Linked DNA regions of Mus musculus: all the other regions are linked to region 1. A link is a contact called in public Hi-C and Micro-C data. All regions are on one chromosome and are shown on one strand. The core of a region is the stretch at or near the end of the contact, and the rest is flanking DNA. Distances in the headings are between cores, read along the strand shown.

Region 1 (4,640 bases), core at 519-3,018:
ATAAAAGAGCATATTTAACTGGGGGCTTACTTAGAGTTTCAGAGGTTTAGTCCATTATCATCATGGTGGCAGGCAGGCAGATGTGGTGCTGGAAGAGTAGATAAGAGCTAGGTCCTTGTCTGAAGGCAGAGAGAGGGAAAGCCTAGGACCGGCACAGGCTTTTAAACTCCAAAGTCCACTGTGAGTGACACACTTCCTCCAACAAGGAAGGCCATACCCACTCCGGAAAGACCACTTTTCATAATCCTTCTAATCCTTTCAAATTGGGCCACTCCCTGGTGTCTAAGCATTCAAACATAGGAGCCTACGGGGGTTGTTCTTATTCACTCTACCACAGGCTGGTTCTCAGCCATTTGTACCCAAACTCACTCACTGGTGCTCGGCCTTCATCTCCCCCTGCTACACTGGTCTCCTTTGAATCACAAGGGCTGAAAAGCCAACTCTAAATTTCCAAGAGTATATGACAACTTGTGTTCTATGTATGACTTATCTGGGACTAAGAAGTCTTATACAGTAGTATACAGGAGTGGGAAGGTGGCCAGAGACCATCATCCTCCTGGGTGGTACCCAGGAGGCAGGGCTGGGCTGACATCAAATTGTTTCAGCCTCAGCAGCAACAGCTTTCTGGCACCTGAATTATAGCAGTGACGATCTGAACTGAAGCACTCAATCTCACAATGCTTGCAGCTTAGAGCTTTCAGTTTTTATCTAATAAAGGTTCATACAATATATATTATCTGCCAGAAACTGTTAGATGCAATTTTTTTTTTTTAAAAATTATGTTTAGGAACCCTCAGTGTTTCTTGACTTGGCAATAATTTTGAAAGCAGCCCCTGTATTCCTTTGTGATGTAAGCACTTGGTTGGAGTGGCTTTGGTTCTCTACGAGGAACCCTGTCTGGTTCAAGTTGTTTTGTCTTGAGTGTTGTACTTCTGCCATATCTTCTGTCTGTGAAAACAAAGATATACTAGTTCTCCAGAGGATGTTAAAATCTCCCATGATAATATTTTTGTCAGATTCTAATAGGCTTGCTTTATATATCAGAACGGTTTCTTATTGAATGTAAAAACAACAACAACAAAAAACCAAAACAACAACAACAACAAAAGCCCCCACTATTCTTCCTCATTTCACCCCTATTCCTAATACTGCATTGCCAGAGGACAGATTTGTCCTCGAGAGTTTAGTTTATTGTGGTTAATGAGGTGTCTTATTCTCGGCACAGGACATAATTTCACTCTTATTTTTCTTTCCTTTTTGGTATTTTCAAGACAGGGTCTTACTACGTGGCCCTGGCTGTCCTGGAACTCGCTCTGTAGACCAGGTTGGCCTTGAACTCAAAGATCTGCCTGCCTCTGCCTCCCAAGTGCTGGGATTGAATGCACGTGCCACCACTGCCCAACCCATAATTCCATTATTTACAGCTAAATAAAACTCTGCTGTGTATACACATATGGTCTCTTCTGGTCTGTTGATGAGCATCTACACTGGTTCCGTACCTTGGCTGTTGACCAGTGCTGATCCTACGGATGCTGCGTTTCCGTGGGTGCCCACTAGGGGTCTGGGTTTCTGTATCTGCAACAGGGAATTGGACAGAGACACGTGAACAGAAGAAAATAAGGTTGAAGAATATATTAAGAAAGAAGATAGCTCCCAGGGAGGAAGCACCCCAAACAGAGAAATGTTCGGAAGCTTGGCACTAGCACTCGGCAAAGGACAGGGTTACTTATGTCCCATACGGAAGCCTCTGAGGTCACGTGCCTAGCACTGCCTTTCTCCTGCAGGCCATGTGGCAGGTCACCCGCAGACACTCTGGAGTGCCTCTGCAGCTGTGCCAGTGGCTCCAGCCAGATGCAAGAGAAGGCAGTTCCAGCTTCCCTCTTTACTAGGTTTTTCTCATATGCTAATTTTGTAGCCCTTGGGTCTCATTTTAGGTCTCATTTTCCACCATGTTCCGATCTCTGAGCCTGACACTGGTCCCTGGAACCGTTTTGGAGAGCTGGGGGATGCTGCTCCATTATCCTATAACTGTTTCCTGTAATCAGGGAGCATGGATCTTTCCATGAAGAGTCTACCGACCGCCTGGGAAGGGGAGGAGGGGCTGGATTCCCTGGATAGGAAGTGGCTGCAATCTCTCAACTCGAAGGAGTCGGTCTGACCTGCTGCCATTCTGGAAAGCACAGGAAAGCATCTCTCTGACCATCAGGCAGGCTCCCCCTGGGGCCGTCAGTCCTACAGTACACAGCCAACCTCACTATTTTATCTGTTGAGCTCAGACGTGAGACTCTTCAGGCTGCAAGACAAGCAAACACTCTAATTGTTGTATATTAAGAATGTGCCAAACCGATCCCCAGGATTCTGAGGGCGGGACAGATTAAAAGGAAAAACTGTGTGGCTGTGATTGCCGAGCACTTGTGAAGCCATCTGTGCCAAAGGGAAAGCCATGCAGCAGGTTACAGCAACCCCACGGGCTTAGAGATAGAGAGGACTTACTTCTGCATCTAAGAAGTTCTGGCATCCTTTTGATTGTCTGAAGAGAATTTTGAAGGTGCAGGTGGAATGACCTTGTCTTCCAGATGCTCTTGAGGCTGAGGAAACTCAAAAGGGACAGGTTTTTTTAGAGTATGGCTTCTTGTGTGTGGTGCCTCTGGTGTCAGGCAGCATCAGACCTGGTTCCTTCCGGTATATGTAGCTTTTTTTTTTTTTTTAAACAAAACAAAACAAAACAAAAAAAAAAAAACAATGGGTCTACAGGGTTCAGATTCTAATAGAGTTTCACCATACCTGGCGCCAGGCACACAATTCTCATTCATGGTATGACCTGGAGTTTCTTTCTTTCTTTCTTTCTTTCTTTCTTTCTTTCTTTCTTTCTTTCTTTCTTTCTTTCTTTCTAATCTTACATTTAAACATTCCTGCCCTGGGATGTTTCTTTTTTTTTTTTTTTTAAGATTTATTTATTTATTATATGTAAGTACACTGTAGCTGTCTTCAGACACACCAGAAGAGGGCGTCAGATCTCATTACGGATGGTTGTGAGCCACCATGTGGTTGCTGGGATTTGAACTCAGGACCTTTGGAAGAGCAGTCAGTGCTCTTACCCACTGAGCCATCTCGCCAGCCCTGGGATGTTTCTTATAAACAGTAACTAGCCAGATTTTTAACAACAACAACAACAAGTCCAGTAGGTGTCTCTACTATTTCTTAGTGCTGTGGACCAAGCCCAGGCCCTCCTCATATGCTGGGGAAGCAGTTTGCTATAACCATGAACCTCTGCTTAGGTCCTGATGAGCTATTCTAATGGGGAATACTATGTCCCTCCCCCTTGCTACCAGAATATTCAAGGGGGAGGGGGCTGATACAATGGATCCTAAGAATCACTACTGCTCCAGGCATCTATGCTGGGGGAAAGACAGGGACTAATTAGCCCTGGTTCCAGGGACAGCCAGAGGATGAATGAGCTTCACAAGAACAGATGGGACACAGCCCTGACAGCTTGTCCCCATTACAGTAACGCATGCCCAGCTCCTGGCTTCTGTCACCTTTTCTGTAAAACCATCACAATGTTGCAGGCGAGTCAGAGAGAAAGCAGGAGCCGTCCTCTACAGGCTGGCAAACTAAATAAACGTGTTTTGTTTTACCAAAAGTTGTTTCCGAATAGCTTTTAAAATCCAGAGAAACTAAGGCAGTAGGTTTATGGTCAGTCGACCTGGGAGAGTTCATCTCTATGGACTAACTGATCATCGATGTGTGTGTGTGTGTGTGTTGCATGGGAGGCATGCATGCCACAGTGTGCAGGTGAGATCAGAGGACAACCTAGCAGAGTTGGTTCTCTTCACCTTGATGTGGGTTTTGGAGTCGGAACGCATGTCTTCGGGCTCGCACCGTAAGTTCCTGCACACTGAGGTACCTTGGTGAAGAAACAAATCAGTGCGTTCTCAGTATTGCACAGCACAACTCACTCCCAAGGCGTTCTCATCAAGCCAATGTCTACTCCCTGTACAGTCATTCTGTCCTCCTCCATGTAAGCAGAAGCCTGCAGCCTTTGTCTTTTTTACACATAGCTTAACTGACTGAGCATAATGTTTTGAAGCTTATCTACCTTGTCGCACATATTGGAATTACGTTCTATTTTAAAGCTGAGTAACACTCCATTTTCTGTGTGTGCATTGCTCATCCCGTCTCTTGGGTCGCTTTGGCGTTTCAACCTCTGTTTTGTGGTCTCTTTCTTCTTCTTTTTTTAACCTACAAGTGTTCACATGCATGCTATTATTAACAAAGGTCTGAGATCTCGGGCTCTGAGAGCTCTGTTGGTAGACCGTCCGGCAAGCTGGAAGCTCTGGTCTGGTTCCCAACACTGCATAAGCCAGGTGTTGCGGCTCCCAGCACCTGGGAGAGGGAAGCAGGAGACTCACAATTCAAGGTCATCCTTGGCTACCCAACAAACTCAAGGTCATCCTGAGTGACACTAGACCTTGTCATAAAGAAAAGAATAATTAAAAAAGAGCCAAAACTATTACCCAACAAAATAGTAGCAGTGGGTGCCTGCTGGGGTAGGTTTGAAATAAAATGTTTACTCTAAATTTTATAGATTCCTTTATGATTTAAATCAACGCAACAATTTTATTCAGTTTTAAAATCTA
Region 2 (4,659 bases), core at 961-3,460, 170 kb after region 1:
TTGCGGTGTTGCCCAGAGTGGTCTTGTGCAGGCAGCCATATCATTGGGAGGATGTGGTCCAGCATCCTGTCACGCCAGGAAGACCTGTCTGGCAGCAGTTGTCCTGGTATCTAGCACTCACAGGGTTCTTTCTCCCTCCTCTGCAGTGTCCCCTGAGCTGTGGGTGTGGGGATGGCTCTGTTGATGTCCCAGTTGCTACTGGTACCGAGTCATATTTTCCTCTGGGTTTGGCCAGTTGTGGATGTATGTGATACCTTCGGTGGGCTGCACAGTGAAACTCCAGTGAGGGATGAGAGGCGCTTGATGGGGTGAAGAGAAGTATTTGTAATGTAGTCAGTCCGAAGCTGTAGTGTTTTAGAGAAATGGCTGTAGTAGGCTCTCCTCTAGGGTCTGACCTCTCCAGCTGCAGCTTCTTGGCTAGGTTTACAGTAGCAGGCATAGGTTCTCTCATTCTGAGCAGGCCTTAAGTTCAATGACATAGTTGTTGGCTGCTGTTGGGGCCGTCTGGTATGGTCAGTCATTGTTGTGGGTGGAGGAAGTCTTTACAGCTGAGTAGGGCTATTTCTTGCTTTTCTCCTTAGCAGTTTGTATGGCATCTAATAATATTATGAGAGCCAGCCCCCACGGAAGAAGGTCTTTAAAGGTCACGCCAACTTGATTTCTCCCAAGTCCTATCACCAAAGTGTGTGGTGTTTTCAGCGTAGGGTATTACTTCCAAGATCTGGGAAGCAACCAAGGGCAATAGCAATTATCTGTGTGTATTGTATTGTTCTCTTAGATTCCTTGACTAACTACTTCCGTGAGGTGTCCCATGTCTGTCACTGGGATTTTTATTAGTCTATGGCTCCTGGGAGAATATTATCACCCTGTAACAATAAAAGTATAGATGTATATGCAACATAAATACATGGACACACACACACACACACACACACACACACGGATAGGGACACATACACATGATGTAGGTATTATTAAGTAAGCTTACAAAAGAATATCTTTCAAATGTCCTTAGTGTTTATGTCCCCTCCTCTCTCCTTCTGTATCACCCTTCTTACTCCCCCACTTCAGTACCCCCGACCCTATTTTAAAATTTTAATATCTATTTATTTGTATGTGTGTACCATGTTGCTTACGTGGTGGTCAGGACAACTTTGTGGATTTGGGTCTAAATTTGGGTACTGGAAATTGTAGTCCTGACTACTCTGGAATTCACTATGGCTGTTTTTGAACTCACGTAAGTCTTTCCTGCCTAGGTCTCTAGAGTGGTGGGATTACAGGCATGTGGATCCTTTTTACGTAGTTTATTATGGGAAGAAATGCTCGACTGTGCTTAGGGAAGACAGTGCTGGTAAATTCAGGACGGTAATGTTTTGCGAGAGCAGTGCTGGTGGTTAGCTGAGAGGAGGAAGCCCTAGGACCATGCTGGGAGTGAGTTCAGGAGGAGGATGCTCTGGGAGGACGGGGCTGGGAGTGAGCTGGAGAGGAAGGCTACTTCTTGTGCTGGTTGTCTGTTGTCATCTTGACACCTAGAGTTACCTGAGACGAGGGAACCACAATTGGGAAAATGATTGGCCTTTGTGGCATTTTCTTGATTAATAATTGATGTGGGAGGTCCCAGCCCTCTGTAGGCAGGAGGTCCTGGGTTCTATAAGAAATCAGGCTGAGCAAATCCTGAAAGCAAGGCAGTAAGCAGCACCCTCCATGGCCTCTGCATCAGCTCCTGCTCCAGGTCCCTCTGCATTCCTGTCCTGACTTCTTTTAGTGGTGGGTGTGACCGAGCCTAGTAAGCTGGGGTACCCTTTCCTTCCCGAGTTGCTTTGGCCGTGGTGTTCTGTCCCAGCAATCGAACCCCTAGCTAAGACACTTGTGGCTCTTTTATTTTCGCTTCTGAAGTTTCACAGTTTACAGCGAGCGGAAAGTTGCATGGTGGCACGCTAAGGCTACAGAATCCCAGATGGATTTTGATTTATTATAAGACTGGGCAGCCTTTGCCAGATGCAGTGTTCTTTGAATAAATGTAAAGCAGAAGTAGCTTATTTCTGATGGGATCCTGACTCGCTGTAGAACTGATGAGTCATGGCAGCTCACTGTGTGAAAGGACCATTTCAGACGGCCTTCTCTTCCCGCTGACTTCCTGTGCGTGGACTGCTCATTTCCACTCCCTTCTGTGAGGTCAGAGTAACGTTCAAAACCACACTAACCTTGCCGGCACCAGCTGCTCATCAGGCCGGGAGTTCTGCAGAGACCGGATGGCACTTGAGGGTGACAGTTTCCCTGCTGATAGAATGTGTGCTTGTAGTTTGCTTAAAATTTTTCGGCTCTATGTAGTGGCACATGCCTTTTATCCCAGCACTTGTAAGGCAGAAGCAAGCAGATCTCTGTATTCGAGGTAGCCTAGATTGCAGAGTGAGTTCCAGGACAGCCAGGGTTACACAGAGACCCTGTCTCCAAAAACAAAAATAAAACAAAACAAGAAATTAAAAAACAAAAACAAAAACAAAAAACAAAAATAAATTCTGGATTGAATGAATTCTGGAATGTAGGCTCCGAGGTTAAGAACACACACTGCTGTTATTAAGGACCGGATTTGGCAGCTTGTTAGCATCTGTAATTCTCCTCTGGGGGACCTGGCTCATTTTCAGGGATACCTGCACTCAGGTGCACATCCCCACCCTACATATTCCTTTTTTTGTTTTAAGTTTAAAGAAGTAACTTCGGCATTTAGTTCACTGCTCTTGCAGGGGACCTGAGTTCAGTTTCCACATTGGGACACAGAGACCTGTAACTCAAGCCGCAGGGATCCAGCGCCCTCTCCTGGCCGTTGTAGGCACTGTACTCGTGGGCACCTGCATTGAGAGCACATTCTCCTGGATACATAATTATTAAGTCTTTAGGACCCTTGGAGGCCCCCAGAAACTGAGCCACCAACAGAAGAGCATTCATGGGCTGGACCTATGCCCCCCACACAGATGTAGCAGAAGTGCAACTTGGTCTTCATGTGGGTCCCCCAACAATTGGAGCAACTGGACCCCTGACTCTGTTGCCTGCCTGTAGATCCTGCTCCCCTAACTGGGCTGTCTTGTCTGACCTCAGTGGGTGTGGATGTGCCTAGTCCTGCAGTGACTTGAGATTGCCCGGGTGGGTTGGTTCCTGGGAGGGACCTCCCCCTTCTCAGCGGTGAAGAGGGAGGGGCCATTTGAGGGGGCACTGGCAGGACCGGTGGAACCGTGATAGGGATGTAAAATGAATAAATAAGTTAATGGAAAGAAGAAAGAAAAAGAAATAAGTCTTTAAAGAAATTCTGCTCTTTTTTACAGTAAATCTTGATAGGCATAATGTCCATTAATAAAAGCTTGAGGTCTTCAATGGGGCTTAAAAGTGTGAGTAAGTCTTTAGGTTACAGAGCAAGAGAACTGCTGGGCAGGTGTTCTCTCAGAAAAATGCATTCAAATTTGGCCTAGAAAATATTCCAGGGTCTGGGGAGGCGGCTCAGTGTGTATCCCCAGCAGGTATGCACCCCCAGCACGCATAGAGCCCTGCTGGTGAACCTTAGCACCATGGAAAGAGGGTGGCTGCTGGAGCCTGCAAGTCCAGCATTCAGAAGACAGGGCAGGAGGATCAGAAATGTTAGTCCATCCTCAGCTAGGTAGATAGCTCAGAGCTAGCCTGGGGTACATGAGACCCTGTCTCAGAAGAGGAGGAGGAAGAAGAGGAAAAGGAGGAGATAGAAGAGAAAAGAAGGAAGAAGAGTTGGGGTGGGGAGGGAAAAGCCCCAACATTTTAAGGATTCTTTTCTAAAAACTAAGTTTTGTATGTATGTGATGCACACACAAGCACACACACATACACACACGCACTCATAATTTATTTTTTTATTAAAATTATTTTTATATATGTGGGTGTCTGTGCATGCCTGTGGACACCAGAAGAGGGAATTGGACCTCCTGGAAATGATATTACAGATGGCTATGAATCACTATGTGGGTGCTGAGAATCAAACCCGGGTCTTCTTGAAGAGCAGCCAGGGCTTTTGACCACTGAACCGTTTTTCTAGGCCTTCATATACACAATTTAAAAAGAAAAAAAAAAAAAAAAAAAGCTGGGAGTAGTGGCACACAGTTTTGGTCCTAACACTTTTGAGGGAGAGGTAGGCAGATCTCAGTGAGTCAAGGCCAGCCCGGTCTACATAGAGAGTTCCAGGCCAGCCAGGGCTACAAATTTTAAAGCTAAAACAACAGAACCAACCCCGTTTCCCCCACCCCCAAAAGTGAGGTTTGCTGTTGTTATTCTGATATGTAATGACGCCTTTTGCTCTGTAAGGCACCATTAGAATTCAGTTAGCCATGTCTTTTATAGCAACAATTTATCAAATTCCAATTAGGCAGGGAGCATAATTTTGTATGTGATATTTGCTGTGCTAATAGTGCCAATGCAGCAATAACTTTATCGATCCCCGCCGGGGAGATGGTATTGGACTTGCAAGTAGGCGGCGCCTTTAGAACTGTGTCTCTGTGCATACATCGATAGAAAGAACATTCACGGAAGCTACAATTGCTGCTTCTTTGTTTGAGCTTAGTGAGACTTTAACTTTCTTTTATTGTATTGTCTGATAGATACTGTGTGTGTGTGTGTGTGTGTGTGTGTGTGCCTTTGTCT
Region 3 (4,554 bases), core at 22-2,521, 240 kb after region 1:
ATCATGGCCCTCTTCTCCTTGGGGCTTCGCCTCCAGAGCAGCTTGCCCTGCTTCTCACTGAATGAATGCAGGCTGTTGCAAGGTCACTGCCTCTGCACTCTGAAGAGGACGCAGGGGCACAGCACGCATGAGTTCCTGACGCCATACTGACCAAGTCAGCAGCTCGCCGCGGGTGACACCTGCCTCGTTTCCCAAAGATACCCAGTCTTTTCTTCAAAACTCTTTGATCCGCTGTCGCAGCTCAAAAAGGAGGCTGGTGACAACATGCCTTGCCGTGTGCTAGCCAACTAACCTGTGCCTTCCCATTCGGTTCACGCAAAAAGATCTCTGGTTGGGATGGGTTTGTTAGGGCACACAATTGTATCTCTGTGCCCAGAGCCTGGCACTTAGGTGCACAATATAAATTATACAAAGGAAAGTGTTGAAGAAAACAGACCTAGTGCAGTGGATTGTAATTCCCCAGTTTACCAAATATGGGCACAGATGGACTCTAAGTCAAGGACAACGAGTTTCAGAATCACTCTCTAGTAACTGCTCCAGCAAGCAGAGAGTGTGGTGGTCCACACACGAGCCCTAGCACTCAGGAGGAAGTGGTGGGAGGAGTCTTTAGACCTGCCCAGGTTACGTACCCAGACTCTTATCTTAAAGCAGAAGGGGCTGGCGAGACCGCTCAGGAGTTAGAATCATACTCTCTCTGCAGAAGACACAGCACACGTGCCTGGTGGCTCACAGGGGCCTTTAACTCCCACTTCCTCTTCCACCTTCACTGCAGTCGTGTGCACATAGCCCCTCACACATAATTAAAAATAAGATAAAAACTTTTAAACATGCTTCTCTTTATTTTTGGTTGTGAGCCCAGCGGAGCCATCTTTCCAGCCCGAAAATATTTTTTAAAAGCAATGTGAGTACTATTTAGAAATAGGAACTATAATGGCTCCTCGGCCTTTGGGCTAAGATCAAGTGTAGAAATAGAAGCTATATTAACTGTTTTAACAGCTAAGTTATTATAAGACATCAATAGAACAACAGCTGGACGGTAGAGCAGACCAACTAACACGGCGAATGTCCTTGAGTTCAAAGGGCACAGAAACTGGAAGTATCTCAATTTAGAAGCTTTCAGAGGATATACCAGGCGGTGATGGTCCAGAACTCGGGAGGCAGAGGCAGGCAGATCTCTTGAGTTCGAGGCCAGCCTGGTCTACCAAGCTAGTTCCAGGACAGCTAGAGCTACACTGAATGGCTAGGACTGGAACAAGCTGCTTGTGCTAACAGGGTGTGGCTGACTGGAACAGAAGGATACTTGTAGCTCTCTAGCGCCCCCTTCTGGGAGAAGAGGGAGCCGTGGCAAAGGATTTTTTTTTTTTTAAGAGACTTGGTCTCAAGTGTCAGGAAGCCATCAGAGGGATAAATTTGGTGCCTTGAGGCCATACTGCTACAGAAACAGATTCCTAGTGGGCCCTTTCCTTGGAACAGTGACCGTGTTTCTTATTCTCTCAGGATCCAGGTCCTGACTAACCTCAGTGCTGGATAATATCTGGTTAGTGTAGTAAGTTTCCATCTCCTAGTTCTATTATCAAATACCAAAGCAGGTACAGATTCACGGGGAAAAGCCTTACCCCGTGTGATACAATGTTGAAACCAATTAGCACAGGTACTTAATTACCACAGCCAACAGATGGACAAGACTGTGAAGATAGGGGAAACTAATTTGGCTGCAGACAACCTGCTTCCAGTGAGTGTCCCGCCTCCCAGCTTCCTGTCTCTTCTCTGTCACTCATCTCCCCTCCTGTCCTTGCCTCTCAGGTGCTTTTTTTACTTTTAGGCAGGAAATCGCTGTGTAGCTTACGATCCCACGGAGTTCCAAGTGTATGTCCCTTGGTTCTGTATTTCTGGGCCCGAGGTGAGGTTGGAACATCATAGCAGCAGAAACATAAGCCAGCATTGTTGACCACAGCGGCAGGCAGCAAGCACAGGTGGACTTCCGGTTCCCGGTGGTGGGAGCTCTTGATATTTGCAAGAAGGAATTTTTTTTCAGACATTTAAAAAAAATGGTTTTTCGTTCTTTTGAGACAAGATGCCATGTATCCTAGCTTCCCTCAAACGCCAGATGTAGCAAAGGTGCCAGCATGCCTAGTGTCTACAGTACTGGGGTCTAACCTAGGGCCTTGTGCACCAACACACATTTATTTTGGGGGAAGCAGTCTACAGCTGAGCTCCATTCTAGATCACCTTGTCACACACACACACACACACACACCCTCCCCTACCCCCAAATAGACAGACAATTTCATACTGCTTTCCTGAAAGTTTCTGTCTTTTACTTGGCCCTGGTACAGACTAGGGTCAGAGAACAAGCACTGAGTGTGGGTTAAGCCAGTCCTAAGGCGTCGGACCACATACAGCACCCACCCAACGGAACTGACTCCACCCAACGGAACTGACTCCACCCAACAGAACTGACTCTGCCAGTGCAGACGGGCTCATGTGTCAGAAGCCTCGGTGCAGGGAGCTGGAAAGGCAGGGTTGATCTGACAGTCATACCGCGCAGATATGTTCAGTGTGGTACGTCCTAGTGTCGGGCCCTGTGCTGTCACCCACCCATTTGCCGACATACTTAGAGGTGCTTTGATGTCATTTGCATTGCTGGCAGACAGAGAACCTGCTACAGGGGTTCCACTACGTTAATGCCCAGTTATCAGGGATAGGCCCTTTAAGGGAAGCTCTCTGTGCCTCTGAGAGCGCAAGAAAGGGCGGCGGGGCAGGGGAATAGAGGCATTTGTACCATGGGCAGTGGAGACAGGTAGCCAAGTGTTTGCAGGAGCTGCAATGAATCTCGGACTTCTCCCTCCTGCTCCCGTGAGGCCTTTGGCTTCTTCACACCTGTTTTCTCCTCTTTCAATCTGTAAAGTGGTGATGGCATCCGCCTTACAGAGCTGCTCTCACGATGACATCATTTATACTTTTATATCATTTCATCATTTCATTTCAGTAGTGGAGAAAAAAAAAATCAACAGCCCAGAGAGGTTTAGTGACTCACCCAAAGTCACATCGTTAATGGGTAACTGCGGTGGGATTTGAACTCCCAATCTTGTGTCGTCCTCTAGGTGAACAAGGACCCTGGGCTGTGCTGAGTGAGGCATGCTCTTGGGTGATGTTCATGTTTCCTGGGTATAAGAGTCGAGTGTCTGTTTGCAAATACATAGGAAAATGCAGTGGGTATTCGGGAATCTTTTGGTTTCATTTCATTTTGTTTGTTTCTTACTCAGACTGAAGGTCTAACAGAAACCTGTGGGCTCCATTCTCTGGCTCCCAAAGCCTCTCCTTCCGTGTCTCACCCCTGTAGTGTTTCCTTTCCGGCTTTCAGGAGAGTGGAAAAAAAGAGAAGAGAAAATGCAAAGAGTCACTTGAAGGTAGAAGGTGTTTAAATGAAGTCTGCTGCCTCTGACTCATAGTGGGTGCTCAGTAAGTGTTAAGGTTCTATCTGCAGTGTGGACCTATAGCTCAGTTGGAAAAAGGGCCAGTCCTGCCAGCACAAGGGCCTGCATCTCATCTACAGAACTCACTTTTGAAAGCAGGGGTGTGGCGGAGAGACCTGGGCGTGGTAGTGAACGCCTTTGATCCCAGCACATAGGAGGCAAGCCGAACTCTGAATTCACGGCCAGCCTGGTCTACAGAGTGAGTTCCAGGACAGCCAGAGCTACATAGAGAAATTGTCTCTGAAAATCAGAACTGGGGTGTGAGGGGCACTCTGGATAAATGGCTCAGCAGATAAGAGCACTGGCCGTTTTTCCAGATTTGATTCTCAGAACCTTCATGGCAGCCCACAACCATCTACAACTCTACTCCCAGGGGATCTAATGACCTCTTCTGGCCTCCGAGGACACCAAGCACCCATGTGCCACACAGACAGACATGTAGACAAAGCACCCATAAGCATAAGTAAATATAGTTTTAAGAAGACACCTGTTCATAATCCTGCTCAAGGAAGATCAATCCCTGGGACTTTCCAGCCATTCAGCCTGGCCGTCTTGGTGAATTCCAGGCCACCATCTCAAACAAACAAACAAACAAACAAACACAAAACAGAACACACAAAACCAAACAAAATAGGCAACACCTAAGGAGCATAGCCAAGGTTGACTTCCGGTCTCTGTGTGTACACACACACACAGAGTAGCTCTCCAGTGAGTAAGGTGGTACACACCTGTTATCCCAGCATTTAGGAGCCATCCTCTCCATAGTAGCAAGTTTGAAGACAGCCTGGGCTATATAAGAGCCTATCACACACACACACAAAGAGAAGAGAAGAGAAGAGAAGAGAAGAGAAGAGAAGAGAAGAGAAGAGAAGAGAAGAGAAGAGAAGAGAAGAGAAAGGAAAGGAAAGGAAAGGAAAAGAAAAAGAGAGGAAGAAAGGAAGGACGATGGAGGAGGAGGACTTGGAAAATAGCTATTAAAGTTTTATTTGGAAGAGGAAAGCTAGGATATCAACCAGTTTTATAGTTATGTGAATTATATATTATATATAAATTAAATGTCAGCTTGTTCCTTATGACT

The links. A called contact is a pair of places that touch in the nucleus more often than the background predicts.
Region 2: a contact with region 1 is called in a Hi-C map of the N1E-115 cell line, with 6 times the contacts expected there. The contact joins two enhancer-like sites. A contact is called at or near these places in 2 of 15 datasets of contacts at CTCF or cohesin (the G1E-ER4 cell line and the NIH/3T3 cell line), 6 of 484 Hi-C or Micro-C datasets (ECoMG myeloid progenitors, the HL-1 cell line, the N1E-115 cell line and 3 more), 1 of 115 datasets of contacts at active chromatin or transcription factors (embryonic stem cells) and 2 of 9 other capture datasets (adipose tissue and liver).
Region 3: a contact with region 1 is called in a Micro-C map of embryonic stem cells, with 1.8 times the contacts expected there. The contact joins two enhancer-like sites. A contact is called at or near these places in 4 of 484 Hi-C or Micro-C datasets (the HL-1 cell line, embryonic stem cells, liver and 1 more), 2 of 115 datasets of contacts at active chromatin or transcription factors (T-cell acute lymphoblastic leukemia and pancreatic cancer cells) and 2 of 9 other capture datasets (adipose tissue and embryonic stem cells).

The regions. Positions count from the first base shown.
Region 1 is chr17:83,562,258-83,566,897 of GRCm38.p6, forward strand. It overlaps Gm34801 (a long non-coding RNA gene), which reads right to left. Exons shown (of 8, transcript XR_877032.2): 2 at 3,837-3,898; 3 at 2,494-2,588; 4 at 1,500-2,293. Among named protein-coding and RNA genes, the nearest start is that of Gm34801, 3.3 kb to the right of the region's middle. Within about 2 kb of position 1,769, at least 22 of the 459 cell types and tissues checked have an H3K27ac peak or open chromatin away from gene starts, as enhancers often do. A contact at or near this core is called in the N1E-115 cell line and embryonic stem cells, where this site is marked.
Region 2 is chr17:83,730,196-83,734,854 of GRCm38.p6, forward strand. All of the region lies in intron 3 of Mta3 (metastasis associated 3), which reads left to right. Among named protein-coding and RNA genes, the nearest start is that of Mta3, 26 kb to the left of the region's middle. Within about 2 kb of position 2,211, at least 228 of the 459 cell types and tissues checked have an H3K27ac peak or open chromatin away from gene starts, as enhancers often do. A contact at or near this core is called in the N1E-115 cell line, where this site is marked.
Region 3 is chr17:83,806,915-83,811,468 of GRCm38.p6, forward strand. All of the region lies in intron 16 of Mta3 (metastasis associated 3), which reads left to right. Among named protein-coding and RNA genes, the nearest start is that of Gm41637, 17 kb to the right of the region's middle. Within about 2 kb of position 1,272, at least 76 of the 459 cell types and tissues checked have an H3K27ac peak or open chromatin away from gene starts, as enhancers often do. A contact at or near this core is called in embryonic stem cells, where this site is marked.